2 separate regions of the Ovis aries genome follow, and region 1 is linked to region 2. Evidence: chromatin contacts called from public Hi-C data. All regions are on one chromosome and are shown on one strand. The core of a region is the stretch at or near the end of the contact, and the rest is flanking DNA. Distances in the headings are between cores, read along the strand shown.

Evidence for each region. Hi-C and Micro-C count contacts between places; a contact is called where the count stands out from the background.
Region 1: a Hi-C map of mixed tissues shows a contact between it and region 2, with 4 times the contacts expected there. The contact joins two enhancer-like sites. A contact is called at or near these places in 4 of 16 Hi-C or Micro-C datasets (mixed tissues, muscle and tail adipose tissue).

The regions. Positions count from the first base shown.
Region 1 is chr15:40,498,361-40,504,959 of ARS-UI_Ramb_v3.0, reverse strand. USP47 (ubiquitin specific peptidase 47) reads left to right here. Exons shown (of 27, transcript XM_060399347.1): 25 at 1-34; 26 at 125-255; 27 at 1,073-2,553. The coding sequence ends at 1,247. Among named protein-coding and RNA genes, the nearest start is that of DKK3, 56 kb to the right of the region's middle. Within about 2 kb of position 5,314, at least 6 of the 54 cell types and tissues checked have an H3K27ac peak or open chromatin away from gene starts, as enhancers often do.
Region 2 is chr15:40,417,135-40,423,950 of ARS-UI_Ramb_v3.0, reverse strand. No RefSeq gene overlaps it. Among named protein-coding and RNA genes, the nearest start is that of DKK3, 25 kb to the left of the region's middle. Within about 2 kb of position 1,575, at least 9 of the 54 cell types and tissues checked have an H3K27ac peak or open chromatin away from gene starts, as enhancers often do.

The DNA.
Region 1 (6,599 bases), core at 4,065-6,564, 77 kb before region 2:
TGGAATTCCTTTAGAAGATATTGAGTTTGCCAAGGTAAGACCCTGACAGTGTTTAAATCTGGGTACTAGTGCTAAGTAACCATGGCCAACGGTGACATTCATTCATTCATTCTTTTTTCCTTAGGGTAGAGGAACTTTTCCGTGCGATATTTCTGTCCTGGATATTCATCAGGATTTGGACTGGAATCCCAAAGTTTCTACCCTGAATGTGTGGCCTCTTTATATCTGTGATGATGGTGCAGTCATATTTTATAGGTAACATTCACAATGTTTTGGTTCTTTCTAGAGATACCACATTTTTGTTGTAGATCTTATTTTTCATAAACAGCTTTATGATTGTTATGATATAGAATAGCCCTGACCAGTAGAAATACAATACAAGCCATATATTGCATTTAAAATTTTCTAGTTAGCCACATTTTAAAATGTAGAAAGATAATATTATTTTAATAAATATTTCTAACCCACTATATCCAAAATATCATTATGACATGTAAACTATAAAAATCATTTCTAAGATATTTTGCGTAATTTTCCTTGTAGTCTTAGAAATATGTGTTTATTACACTTGCCTCCCATCTCAATTTGGATCTTACATACTTCGGTAGACACACATGGCTAGTGGCTACCGGATCTGTCATGGTACACAGAGGAAAAAGAGTAGTCATTGGAGCCTGGCAGATACGTATTCAAATTTAGCTTTGTTATTTATTTACCTAGGTCCTCATCTGTATAATGGCATCAGTAATGTCAGCCTTGCAGGATTTTATGAGAATTTGAATTACTGCATTTAAAAACACTGGCCTAATGGCTGTTATAAATAGATGTTTAATAAATGATAGCCATTATATACTAATAGTAACATGGAAATTATTCTATGCCATTTTTAGAAGTGAGTGTTAACATAATAAACACATTAGAAGTCTAGGACATCTTAGTATAAGTTATATAACAAGTGGTGACAATCAGATTTAATTTTTTCATTGAAGAGCATTGTAGCTTTTAAACATAAATTAAAGGAGGCAGATGGTATGTATACTGGTCTAATGTGTCATTAATATTTTAAATGTAGGGATAGAACAGAAGAATTAATGGAGTTGACAGATGAGCAGAGAAATGAACTGATGAAAAAAGAAAGCAGTCGACTCCAGAAAACAGGACATCGTGTAACATACTCACCTCGGAAAGAGAAAGCACTAAAAATTTATCTGGATGGAGCACCAAATAAAGATCTAACTCAAGACTGACTCTGCTAGTGTAGCATTTTCCCTGGGGGATTCTGGTTTCAATTAGACGGTTCACTGCTACTGTGTAGTGCCATGCTGGCCGGACATGGTTGGGGGTAACCCAGTGACACCAGCACTGATTGGATGGCCCTTCACCAATCAGAAGCTCAGTGCCCAGTGGGCCACTGTTTTGACTTGGAATCATGTTGTGCACTATAGTCAAATGTACTGTAAAGTGAAAAGGGATGTGCAAAAGAACAGCGAAACCTGCTACTAGGAAAGTGGGACGGGGAACGAGTAAACGTCTTTTCTTGCGGACAGATGTGCACATAGCCGCTAGTAAAACCAGCCTCAAACAGGATGCTCATAGCTTAATAATAAAAGCTGTGCAAAGGCCATGAATGAATGAATTTTCTGTTTATTTCACTGATACACACATTACCTCATTGACAATTCAGAAGTAAATGCAACGCGTGTTGACTCTTGGAAAGCAGCAAAAACAGGAGCTGAAGAAAGAAAATCTTAGAACCAGCCATAACCCAGTAAAGAATCGTGAAGTTGTGTTTTTATTTTTTTCATTTTTGGCAAAGTATTAAGAACATTATTCCAGAACATCAAAACATTTCCCTAGACCGCTCCCAGCAGGTGGCAGCTCAAATTGCTGCAGTGTTGTAATTATAACTGATGTACGTAAGTTATGGATGTAGAGAATTCGTTTCACTCGTTCATTCAGCATGTAAATAAAATTGATCCTATTGAGTTACCATAATTGCAGTTCAGCTATTTCCCATGGTTATTCCTTTTACATATCATTCATGATGTACATTTGTGTACATTGAGAGGTATAGCAGTCTTTGTAAATGTAACCCTCAGTGAGGTTCCTCAGCACTGGGTCCCATACGATTGTATTTGCCCTTGTTAATGAGGTTTTTCTGTTCAGTGGCTTCAATTTTTATTTAGTACATTTATTTTTGAAGTTTTACTTCAAGTTTGAATCTTCTAAAACCTTGTAAGTCCCAGTTTAATTTTTGGAGTTGACACGTAGTTACATGTAGTTTAACTTTGGGGAAACGTCTTAACATCGTGTTGAATAAACTTGCTAGGAAGTCAGGTCATGGCGCAGGCTAATAGAGTCACCGTGATTTCATTGCAGAGTCTGTTAGAATCAGCAAGTTTGCTAAATACAGCTATTCAGTGAACACAATTCTACGTCAATTTTGAAAATGCCATCTAATTTATAAAAATCAGTAAAAAGGTTTCGGTAAAACTTTTTCATGCCAGATGCTGTTTACAACAATGAACATGCCAATAAAACATTTGTTCATTCTGTGGTGGTATTTTAGTCATTAAACTTTTGTGGATGAAGAATCTGGGTTCAAAAGAGATTTGTTTTCTTTCAGTATAACATTTTGTAACATATTGAATAGTTAATTCTGTGATAATATATGTTTACAGTAAAGTTCTCGTAAGAGAGATGAAAAGATGTTAATATTTAACTTTGGAGGATCCTGTCAATATTTCAAAATAAAAAATTTACCCTTTTTTCCCTTTTAAGAAAGAATTTAAAAATAGTATTAACAAAGGTTGGTTGCAGTTTGAATATAATGATTTGAGAATTCCATAATATCTTAAAAGTCTCCACAAGGGGGAGAAAGAAATCTTTTCTAAGGTATTTTTGTGGCTAATTTTTATTCCATATAGACTATGTAGCATTCTGCTAAATTGAATGGCAGTATTATTCTGGGTTTGGATTAGTAGACTTGATGGTATTCTCAGAGGAAAATGTTAAGCATTTGTTAACGAGTTGTCTTTCGGATCACTTAGATTTTCTGGTGCAATATGATGGCTACTTGGTTCTGGTACAGGCCTGCTTACCTGGGATACAGGGGTTAGTAAATGTGGTTTCTCCTTTCAAGGACTGACTGTGGAACAGAGGAGACCGATCTGTTAACAAAATGGGTTTGGGGCCTTGTTTGGTTTGGTGTTCCTGTAAGAGTAAATAGTGAACTTTCCATACTGCTCATCCTGTGCCTTCTACCCGTGTTGTGTTTGTTTCGTGTTTGCTGCTTCTAATTGCAGGCATATTACAAACACCAAGAGTAAAGAAAATGTGTATTTCATTACAGAAAAGAAAAAGCTTTTTGCTCTTCAGTGCCATGTTGCACTTTAAAAATCTCAATAGAAAGGGATGGTGATTTCAAACTGATTCATGGCAATGGAAGCAGTAATTTGTGGTGAAGAGATTCATGTGTCAGCCTTCCTCAGAGAATCAAGTGAGCACCTCCAAGCCAAGGGACAGTGGAACCTGGTGATCACTCATCTACTGAATCTTCTGAGGCTGTGGCAGGCCACGTGCAATAAAGTGTGACCTTGCCCCCCATGGCTTACACCAGAGTTTTGAAGAGGTTTTACTGTGGGGCACATGAGTTTGTGTCAGCCAGGCACACTCAGTGAGAACCAAGTACTTGCATATCTGTGGCAGGGGCTGAAGGTCAGGGGTGAATTCTGGCCAAAGAAACAAGAGCTATGTTTTCACTACTCTGCCTTGGTTATTTAGCTGGTCTGTACCGAGGTTTGCTAGATAAACGTCTGCTTCTCAAACTAAGGGATAGCAGTCCATAACAAGATAAAAAAGAGTCAGGGAAGGAACTCTGCACTACACAGTGTTTGGTAATCTCTTTTGTAATGGAATGGAAAGTATCGATCCTTTAACTTTCTGAGAAAATGGGAGTGAATTCTGCCAGTCGATTAGCTGTTGGTTGCCAGGCTGCTCTGTTAGGAATGGTATCTAGACAGCTACAGCCACAGATTTCCAGCATGGTCTGAGCTGAAGAGTGCACAGTATCAGAGCACTGCAGTGTTATTGCTAAATCTGGAAGTGACCTGTGAATGTATGGAATACAATAAAATCTTTTATTCTGGTTCATTTGCTAGTTTTTCCTTTTCAATTGGCTGCTGTTCTGAATTTTGTCCCTTTGTTTAGCATAAAAAATGACCAACTCTTGCACTTGTGACTTGCAAGTTATAGTCTAGACAATATGTAATAGAAGATAATCTGAATTCGTAAGATTTTTTTTTTTGCTAAATGTATTCCACCTAAGCAATTTCTAATTTTTGCAAAACAATATTTTGGTCACTAGCAGTCAAAAGCCTTCTAGGGCCAAAAAATCCTTAAATCGAAGGCAAAATTGTGTGCATGTATAGTTTTCTAGGGGTCTAGTAAATGTTGTTTTAAAAATCAGGTTTCCAAAGGAGTTCACCACCCAAATAAAGTTTGTAGTCACATAGGATTGGTGTACAGGACATCAGAAGATGCTCCTTCAGTGTCCTTTGTGGGGAAGGGGGTGCTATGAGCATTTGGTTAGATACAGTGTTAATTTTCGAAACTTTACTCAGAAACAGTACTTGCCAGATTCATGAGTGCCTTAAGTCAGGTTTAACCATTTAGAAAAGACTAGGGGCCAAGTTAGGAGGGCAGAAGAGTGCTGGGGAGGGGTGTTCTGCCCATCCCCCATGATAGTTCCACCACCTGCTTCCCTCACTGGTCTAACTGGTCAGGGCCTGAGAATTTACCAAGCCAGGGGATCAGTGGGCCCCAGAACCTTGCCTTAAGGTGAGTACCATGTTCTGTCTCTGCTTCCTTTGTTCACAACCTATCCCTTCCACCAGTATAGAGGGCATGCTTCATGTTCAGCCTTTTATAATGCTGAAGTAACCAACTGAAATACCACCTTTTAGAGATACGAATAGTAGAGTGGTTCTGTTTTTCCGGTAACTGTGCCAGCTGTGTTCTATTGAATACAGTTTCACACTGGAAGAGGACTCGCAGTTCTGTAACTTATAAGTCACTTTGCATTATTCAAACAATCTGATGAAGTTTTTCAGTCATCTGATTCAAAGGTCTCCACCCCTCAACACACACACAGTGCCTGCTGGATGTGATGCTCTCTGCTTAGCAAGGGAAGGAGGCAGTGGTCAACACTCCCACTCCCCACTGGCTCTTTCTGCACTAGCTCTATGGATGGTGGAAAAGGTAAGGAAGAGGGCAGACAGCAGCGTCCTGTTGGTGGTGGTGAGGTCACTGTCTCACGCGCACACACACGTACATTCCATTATGGTTTATCACAGGATAGTGAATCATTCGTTGTGCTCTACAGTAGGACCTCGTTTATCCATCCTGTATATGCCAGTTAGCATCTGCTAATCCTAAACTCCCAATCCCTGCCCTACTCCCCTTCTCCTTGGCAATCACCAGTCTGTTCTGTGTCCATGATTCTGTTTCATAGGCTCATTTGTCATATTTTAGACCCCACATCTAAGTGATAAATGGTATTTATCCTGACTTCACTTATGATTATTTCTAGTTGCATCCACGTTCGTTTTATTGCCTCTGCCTCACAGGAAGTCGGAGAGAGAGAGAACCTATTTTCCAAACACTGATCTTCCAAAAGGGGATTTCTTACCAGCTCTTTTGTCAACTTATGTGAGGCAGTTGAGTTGCTGCTGCTACTGCAGCAACCCCTCTCAGCAAGCCCTACGAGGAGATGCCTAGCTCCACGGCTCTCGGCTCTCTGCCTTTAGAAACCCGGTCTGGCTATCAAAACAATCTCTAGTCGGCTTTCTGGACTGGTGCGGATGCACAGACCCCAGGAGTACTTCCTCCCTGTATCCCACTCTTCTGCCGCAGCAGACCACCTTGTTCCTCTTTGCAGCTCTCGTCCTTCTGCCTTACACCCCTTTGTCCTGAGTGTGTCAAAAGCCCAAAGAAACAGGGTAGGGAGGCTGGAAACGACTTGGAGGAGTAAAGAGAGGGAGCAGGAAGACAGTATGAAGAGGAAGCTGGGAAGAATCCGCAGCAATCATTTTTGTTCCATTATACTCCTCAGTCTAAGACTGGGTGGGTGGACAAGCCAGCCACTCACCTGTGCAGAAGGTGGGGCTCAGACTCAGAGCTTGTACCAAACACCCAAACCCTTCATTTTCTAAACTTGCTTTCCCATTGCAGGTGGAAAGCAGGTGGGTTGGGATTCATAAAGCTATACTTTGTTCTCCTTTTGCTTGTTTTTTATTTCAAACAACATAGACTAACAGCACCTGATCTGTCTTGTTTGTGGTTGACTTTAGAAGGAGTCCAGAAATAGCTGATGGCAGGACTGCGTTCCTTCTCAGCGAATTCAAGGACCCAGACATTTTCTACTCTGCGGTAAGCCCCCAAAGGATACCCGTATCCTAAACCCCAGACCCTGTGAATACTTCCCTTACGCAGTGGTCTGGCACTCGCATCTTCCTAACCGTCCCTATTCCTTCTGCCCTCCTGAGCAACTATCATCTTCGAAAGCCAGTTCCCATGCTGCTTCCCTTCCTGGGAGGGCT
Region 2 (6,816 bases), core at 326-2,825:
CTTTCCAATGAGAGAGTCACGCCTGTTGACTGGTGGCCCTGTTTCCCCATCTCAGCTTCCTAAGCGTTGCCGTTCTGACTCCACCCAAAGGCTCCGGCACTAACGATGCTGCTGACTCTCTAGCCCCCTGAGAAGGACTCCCGGGGCTCATCTGATGGCGTCCTGGGCTTAGGAATCTCTTGGGAAGAAACCTGCGGTGGAAGACTTCCCTGGTGGTCCAGTGGTTAAGACTTCACCTTCCAATGTAGGGGGCGCAGGTTTGATCCCTAGTTAGGGAACTAAGATTTCACATGCCACACACACACACACACACACACACACACACAAAGAAAGAAATCGGCTGTGGGCTCCTCAGGTTTTTGTCGCTAGACAGAGCCCCAGACTTCCCCCAGCACCTAGACAGAAGGACCCCCTTGGTGGAGATGACGGAGAAACTGTGTCAGGCTGAACTCTGAACAAGAGACCCCTCCCCCATAAGCCTCTGAGGCTCAGCCGTGTGCCTGACCCTCCACGAGGGCTGTTTCCCCCAGCTCCCTTGCTGAGGAACTCAAGACTCAGTGGGCTTCATTCAGCTGCACAGAACCGGAGAAGGGCTGCAGAGCCCCACCCACACCCTCCTGGGCAGCGGCTGTTCCCCAGGGCATGGCTGTCTCTACTCCTCTCTCCCTTCCTGTGCTCAGGGACTCAGACTGGTTAAGCCAGAGGTGATGGACATCATCAGTCAACTCCTCTCTGTGGAGGCAGCTGCTGCCAAGCGAGAAGAAGAAGGTTGCCCCAGGTCCCAGCACTGGTCAGCGGCAGAATGTCCTGTCTCCCAGCCTGGGCCTCTCTCCTCCCGCCACCCCTGCCCCATATCTAAACCATATAGCTTCTCCGCTGTACTTGCCAGCTGCTCCAGGGTCATGGGTAAAACCACTCAAACTCAGAAGCCCCTGCGTGATCTGGATCCTGCGGCTCCCTCAGCCTCACCCCAGCCCCCTTCCCTACACACAGACTCCACTTTCTGGCCACCCGGAGCCACTTCACTTTCCCCAGAGGGTCTCCCTCCTTCTCACCTCCAGGCCTGATGCCCAGGCAGCTCCCTCTGCCAAAAAGTCATTCCCTTCCCCTTCTCTGGGTGCAGCCAACCCTTCTCATCCTCAGAGACCAGTCCAGACATTGCCCTTCACCCTATTTCCGCAGCCACTGCATCACAGCCACTGCCAAGCTCGTGTCTGCTCTCTCCTGGTATATCCCCGGCCTGGGGCAGTTTAGCGATGAAGGTGTGAACGAGGTCCTGGGTTCCGGAAGGTACCCATTCCAAACTCACGTCATGCTTGAGCTGTCTCCCTTCCCCTTTCCTCACGTCATGCTTGAGCTGTCTCCCTTCCCCTTTCCCCGGCGCTGTGGTCTCGCCCTCCCTTCCACCCCAAGGTGCCCTTCCCCAGCAGGAAGGGAGTGGACCCTATTGCTGTCCCTCAGCCTGTGACCAGATGGGGCCTGCGAGGTCTCTGAGAGCCACCAATGGTCAGCAGAGGCCCGGCCTCGCTTCCTCCCGGCCCACAGACACTCTGCAATCTGCCCAGGAGATGGCGCCAAAGTGCTGCCTGATAGGTTTCTGGGTCCCTGGGCTCCCCTTCACTGGGCCAGAGCCTGTCTCGGGTTCTGTGGCGGTGCCCAGGGTGCTGCTCCCTAATGACCATGGGGCTGCAGGCTCCTTGACCATGAGGGCCAGGAAGGCTCACTGCCACCCCGTGCTCAGTGAGGCTGGGCTCTGAGCCACCCTTTGCGCGGTAGCCTCACCCCGGAGCCTGGCACCAACTGTGGGGCACGGAGGGGTCAGAGACCATGTGAAGACTGATAAGGTCCCGTGCGTGTCCTACGCCAGGTTTCTCATCACAGTGACTTTGGTGTCCTAGGCTTGGAGGCTAGAGCTGACCGGGAACTCCTCATTATGAAGAGCCGTTGTGCCTGGAATGGGTTCCGCGTTCACTGAAAACATTGACCCTCAGGGTCATAACTCTTGGGGCGGCTGGGTGGGACCAGGAGGGCAGGACTCCTTGAGCCAGTTGTCCCCAGTAACAAGCACCTCACCCACTGTAGAATTATTATTATTTTCTGCCTTTACTTGGTGTGAACATGGTTGGGAAGCAGTGATCCAGAGACACACTGTCCAATATGCTAGCCACTAGCCACAGCCACTGCTTACAATTCAGTCAGTTAAAACTAAGTAAGATTTAAAATCCAGTCCCATAGTCACACTAGCCACTTTTCAGGTCCTCAGTGGCCGCACGCGGCTGGTGTCTATCCTATTAGACAGCACAGAAACGAGCATTTCTCTCCTTGTAGAAAGTCCTGCATGCACGCTCAGTCACTTCAGGCGCGTCTGACTCTTCGGGATGCCATGGACTGTAGCCCAACTGGCTGCTCTGTCCATGGGATTGTCCAGGCAAGAATACTGGAGTAGGTTGCCATGCCCCTCTCCAGGGGATCTTCCCAACCCAAGGATTGAATTTGGGTCTCCTGCATTGCAGGCAGATTCTTTACCACTGAGCCACCAGGTAAGATCAATAGAAAGTTCTACTGGACAGCATTAATCTAGTGCTTGCTTTGGACTCTTTTCTACATAGGATGTTCTTTAGAATTTCAAAAAGTTCTCGACTTCTTAGTACGCTGCCTTCCACTGCTATGGTTGCTGCAAGGCAACTGAGAAATGGAGTCAGACCAACCTAGGGTTAAATCCTGACTCTGGCATTTGCTTGTCTTGTGGCCTTGGAGAAGTCATGTGTCCTTCCTTATCCTCTGTTTTCTCGTCGATGAGATGGAGATAGTATTACCCAATTCCCACGGTTATTGGAGGATTAAATGAGGTAGGGCTGGTGAGTCACTGGGCGCAGTGCCCGACACACAGTTTTATGGCTTGACCACCCCAACCCCAACTTCATCTACTTGTATCCACTCACCTACAAGCCCTTATCACTGGTCTGTACTGTGTTAAGACCTGCGTCGGGTTCCACGGCTATTCACAGTGAGCACAGGGCTTGATTCTAGAAGGAGATTGCAATCTAGGTGGGAGGGCGAGATAAGTGCCGTGAAGCAACTTGAAAACAATTCTTGGGCAATTCATGGGGCGGTATGTCATCCAGTGATACAGGGCCTGACAGAAAAGGCACTTCAGGATGGGAGATTTATCTGAGAAGGACTCGTAGGGGAAGGGTGGGAGTCCAGCCAGTCTGGAAGGAGGCTCAGGGTGTGGGCTGGCAGAGCTGATGGCAGAGCTGATGGCAGAGAAGAGGCAGGAGAAAGGGGCTATGGCTGAGAAACAGAGCTGATGGCAGAGCTGATGGCAGCGAGGTAGCCCTGCAAGGGTTGTCCTGAAGAAACCAGAGGGTTTGCTGAGAAAAATCGCTTGACTCTTGGAAGCTGAGTCGTTTGAGTTTGATGAAGCTGATGCTTCCCTGGACAGGTAGGGCCTTGAGCTCAGACGTGGGCAGAGCTTAGGGAAGACTGTAGTGAAAGCGCTAGTAAGAGGGTCTGTGAGGGAGATCCTGAAGGCAGGGTGACCCACAGTGATGTGTGAAAGGAGAGGCCTTGCTGGGGCAGCAGGAGGCACCGTTTACCAGGAGCTGGTCACACGCTGTGCGCTCAAACTGCTGGGTCCCAACGTGACTGGCAGCCCTGTGCAAGAAGCTCACGTCCGACCAGGATTAGTGGGCAGGGGGTAGACACTGAGAGGAAATGGAAGAAATGCACTTACAGCGTATCAGAATCTGAGCCCCAGCTCCTCATTCAGGTGAGAAAGAGAACAGGATGGGGGCTGAAAGAAGAAGTAAGGAGAAAGGAAAGTGTCTACAGAGGGGCCTGGATATCTGCGGAGTAGGGCTGGGTGCAAAAGCATCAGGCAGAAACACACACACACACACACACACACACACACACACACAAGCGCACATGCACACGCCTATTACACACACGCAGATGAACATGCCTATTACACACACGCACATAGCGGTATATGCACACATAAGTATACATGTTTAACCTCCCAATATACATCTGCATGCTAACTGTACACAAAGATCCATAAGGAAATACCCTATGTACCTCTGTGCAAATGCACGTTCGTGCACATGTCCAGGCACTCATCAACACCCGCGTGTATATACATATGTTCTCCTTCATCCCGGCCTATCCTTCCAGAGCAGGAGCTGGGGCTGGGGTGGGGTTTACAGTCGCCAAGCCAAAAAGCATCTGTCCTCCTGGGCACTGAGTGTGTTTCTGATGGAGGCTTCCTCAGGCTTTGCTTGTAAACACTATTTATTTTGGAAAGCCACTTCTCTGTTTGCAAATAAAAAGTTGGGACATGTGGTATTGGATTTCCCTGATCTGACATTGACCTAGAAAAATGTGCTGGCAGGAACAGAAAATGCGATGCCCCACTGTGCTGGCAGGCACAGGGGAGTTTCACTCCTCTTGGCTTTGATCGCAAAGGTTAAGATGCAAGCGAGGGGGGCAGGGCTGTCTTCCTGCCTGAGTGGCTCTCTCACTGCAGAGCTGGGGGAAGTGGAAGTAATGCCGGCTGGGGGCTTCCTGCAGGCCTGGGTATGCTCATGGCCTTGAACAGCAGGTTGGCAGGGGGAATCAGAGCAGCTGGAGAGGGGCTCTGGAGAGGCAGCCTGTCCTAGAGGCCGGTGATGCAGAGCACAAGCAGCTCCAGCATGCACAAACTATGGATGGGGCCAGGCTCTGAGGGCAGCAAACAAATGGGCAATGCAACCTCAGCTCTGGGTGCGGTTTGAAGTGAAGAAGGATAGGCTCCCAGGAGGCAGAGTGACCACAGCCAGCTGCAGGCGAAGGCCATGGTCTGCTGTGGGGACCTGAGTACTGGCCGCATAAAGTGGAAGCAGCACCTGAGAGCAAGGTCTGAGGGAGGAGCCCTGCATTATGGTGGGAACCGGAGCCCCCACGGTATCATGGGGGCACAGAGTCATTGTCTGATCAGCATCAGAGGAGACCCAAGAAGCAAGATGCAACCCTTGCCTCCACCAAGCCATAGGATCCCTTAGCTGAGCTGGCGACTTCATTCTGGGCCTGTTAAGGCCAGGGTTCATGTTCCACCCACCTTCCTCAGGGCCACTCAGAAGGATGAAGTGGCATCAGAAATGTTAAGGGCCCAGCCAGGGCCAGCAACAAAATAAGTGCTCGATAAATTTGAGTTCAAATCCCAGCTTCACCACTCACTAACCGTGTAGCTGGGGTCAGGCTCCTTATCTGTCCTTTAACCTCCTCTTCTGCAGAAGCAGAGTTAATAATATGCACCTTATGGAACTGTTGGGGGTGAAATGAGTTAATGTATGTACAACATTTTTGAGTCGTGCCTGACCCTGAAGAAGCACAGTTACTGTTTACTAGGATATTCAATCTTATTCTTAATAATTCATTCATGTACGCATTCACCTATTCATTCAATGAGTGTCAGACACTGTTCAGGCCCTGGGACTAGACCAGTGAAGGAGACAAGAAGTCCTGTGGTGGGAAGAGTGCAGGTCCCCCAAGGACATCCATATCCTAATCCCCAGAACCAGCTGGCAGTTAAGGTTGGTAATCAGCTGACCAAGAGATAACTTGGCCATTTGGGTGGCCCAAGATAGTCACGAAGGTCCCTGCAAGTAGAAAAGGGAGACAGGTGAGGCAGAGTCCGAGAGGACATATGATGAAGCAGAGATCAGAGTGGAGTGATTTGGGGCTTTGAAGATGGAAGAGGGTCAAGGGCCAAGGAGTGCAGGCCGCCTCTACAAGCTGGAACAGGCAAGGAAACAGATTCTCCCCGGAGTCTCTAGAAGAGAGTAAACCTCTGCACTTGGTTTTAGCCCAGTGAGACTTCTGACCTCTAGACCTATAAGATAATAAACCTGTGTCATTGTTGTTTAAAGTCTTTATTGAGTTTGTTTCAATATCTCTTCTGTTTTATGTTTTGGTCTTTTGGACCCAAGGTATGTGGGATCTTAGCTTCCTGACCAGGAATCGAACCTGCAACCCCTGCAACCCCTGGAAGGAGAAGTCTTAACCCGGACTGTCAGGGAAGTCCCAAATCTATGTTGTTTCAAGCTGCTACATTTGTGGGAATTTTTTGTAGCAGTAATAGGATTACTAACACAAACGCTCCATCATGGGCTTACATTCTTACAGGGAGATAGACAATAAGGAAATAAATGAATACACGGTTTGTGGGATGGACGTTTCCTCTCCCTCTGGTGGGGTGGTGAGCCAGGCTGCTGAGCATAGATGTAACAGAGGGAGCAGGGGGTGGGGCAGGCTGATCAGTTGATGGTCCCCCTAGCCAGGGGCTCCGCCCACTCCTTCATATGCACCCCGCTGAGGGGCTTGGAAGACAGGGCTGCTCTGTCCCAGTGCTTCTAGGCTCTGGCCTGCCACACAGCCGAGGCTGGGCTCCTGGGCTGGGGAGGGGGCGTGTATGCAGTGTCTGCAAAGTCGGGCCCAGGAGTGGGTGGGGCCTGCTGCCAGAAGCCTGGAGTAATTAGCATGTTCTTCAGATGCCTGCTGGTGGGGAAATGAGTACATGTGATTTGTCAAAGTGAGTCAGGAGTGAAAGCCAAGGCCAGCCGGCCCGCCTTGGTAAGAATCTCTTTGGGTTTCTGTAATTGCAAGCTCTTGATTGGGCGTAATAAGAAGTACTAAGAATCCTCCCATTAGGAGGCTGTAAAACACCACTTGGACTTGGCTTTCATCTTGGCCAGCTGCTTACTGAAGCCTTCTTCTTTCATCTTGAAGGCCTGTAATTGGCAGCCTGAGCCCAAAGAGCTACCTTAGGAGATG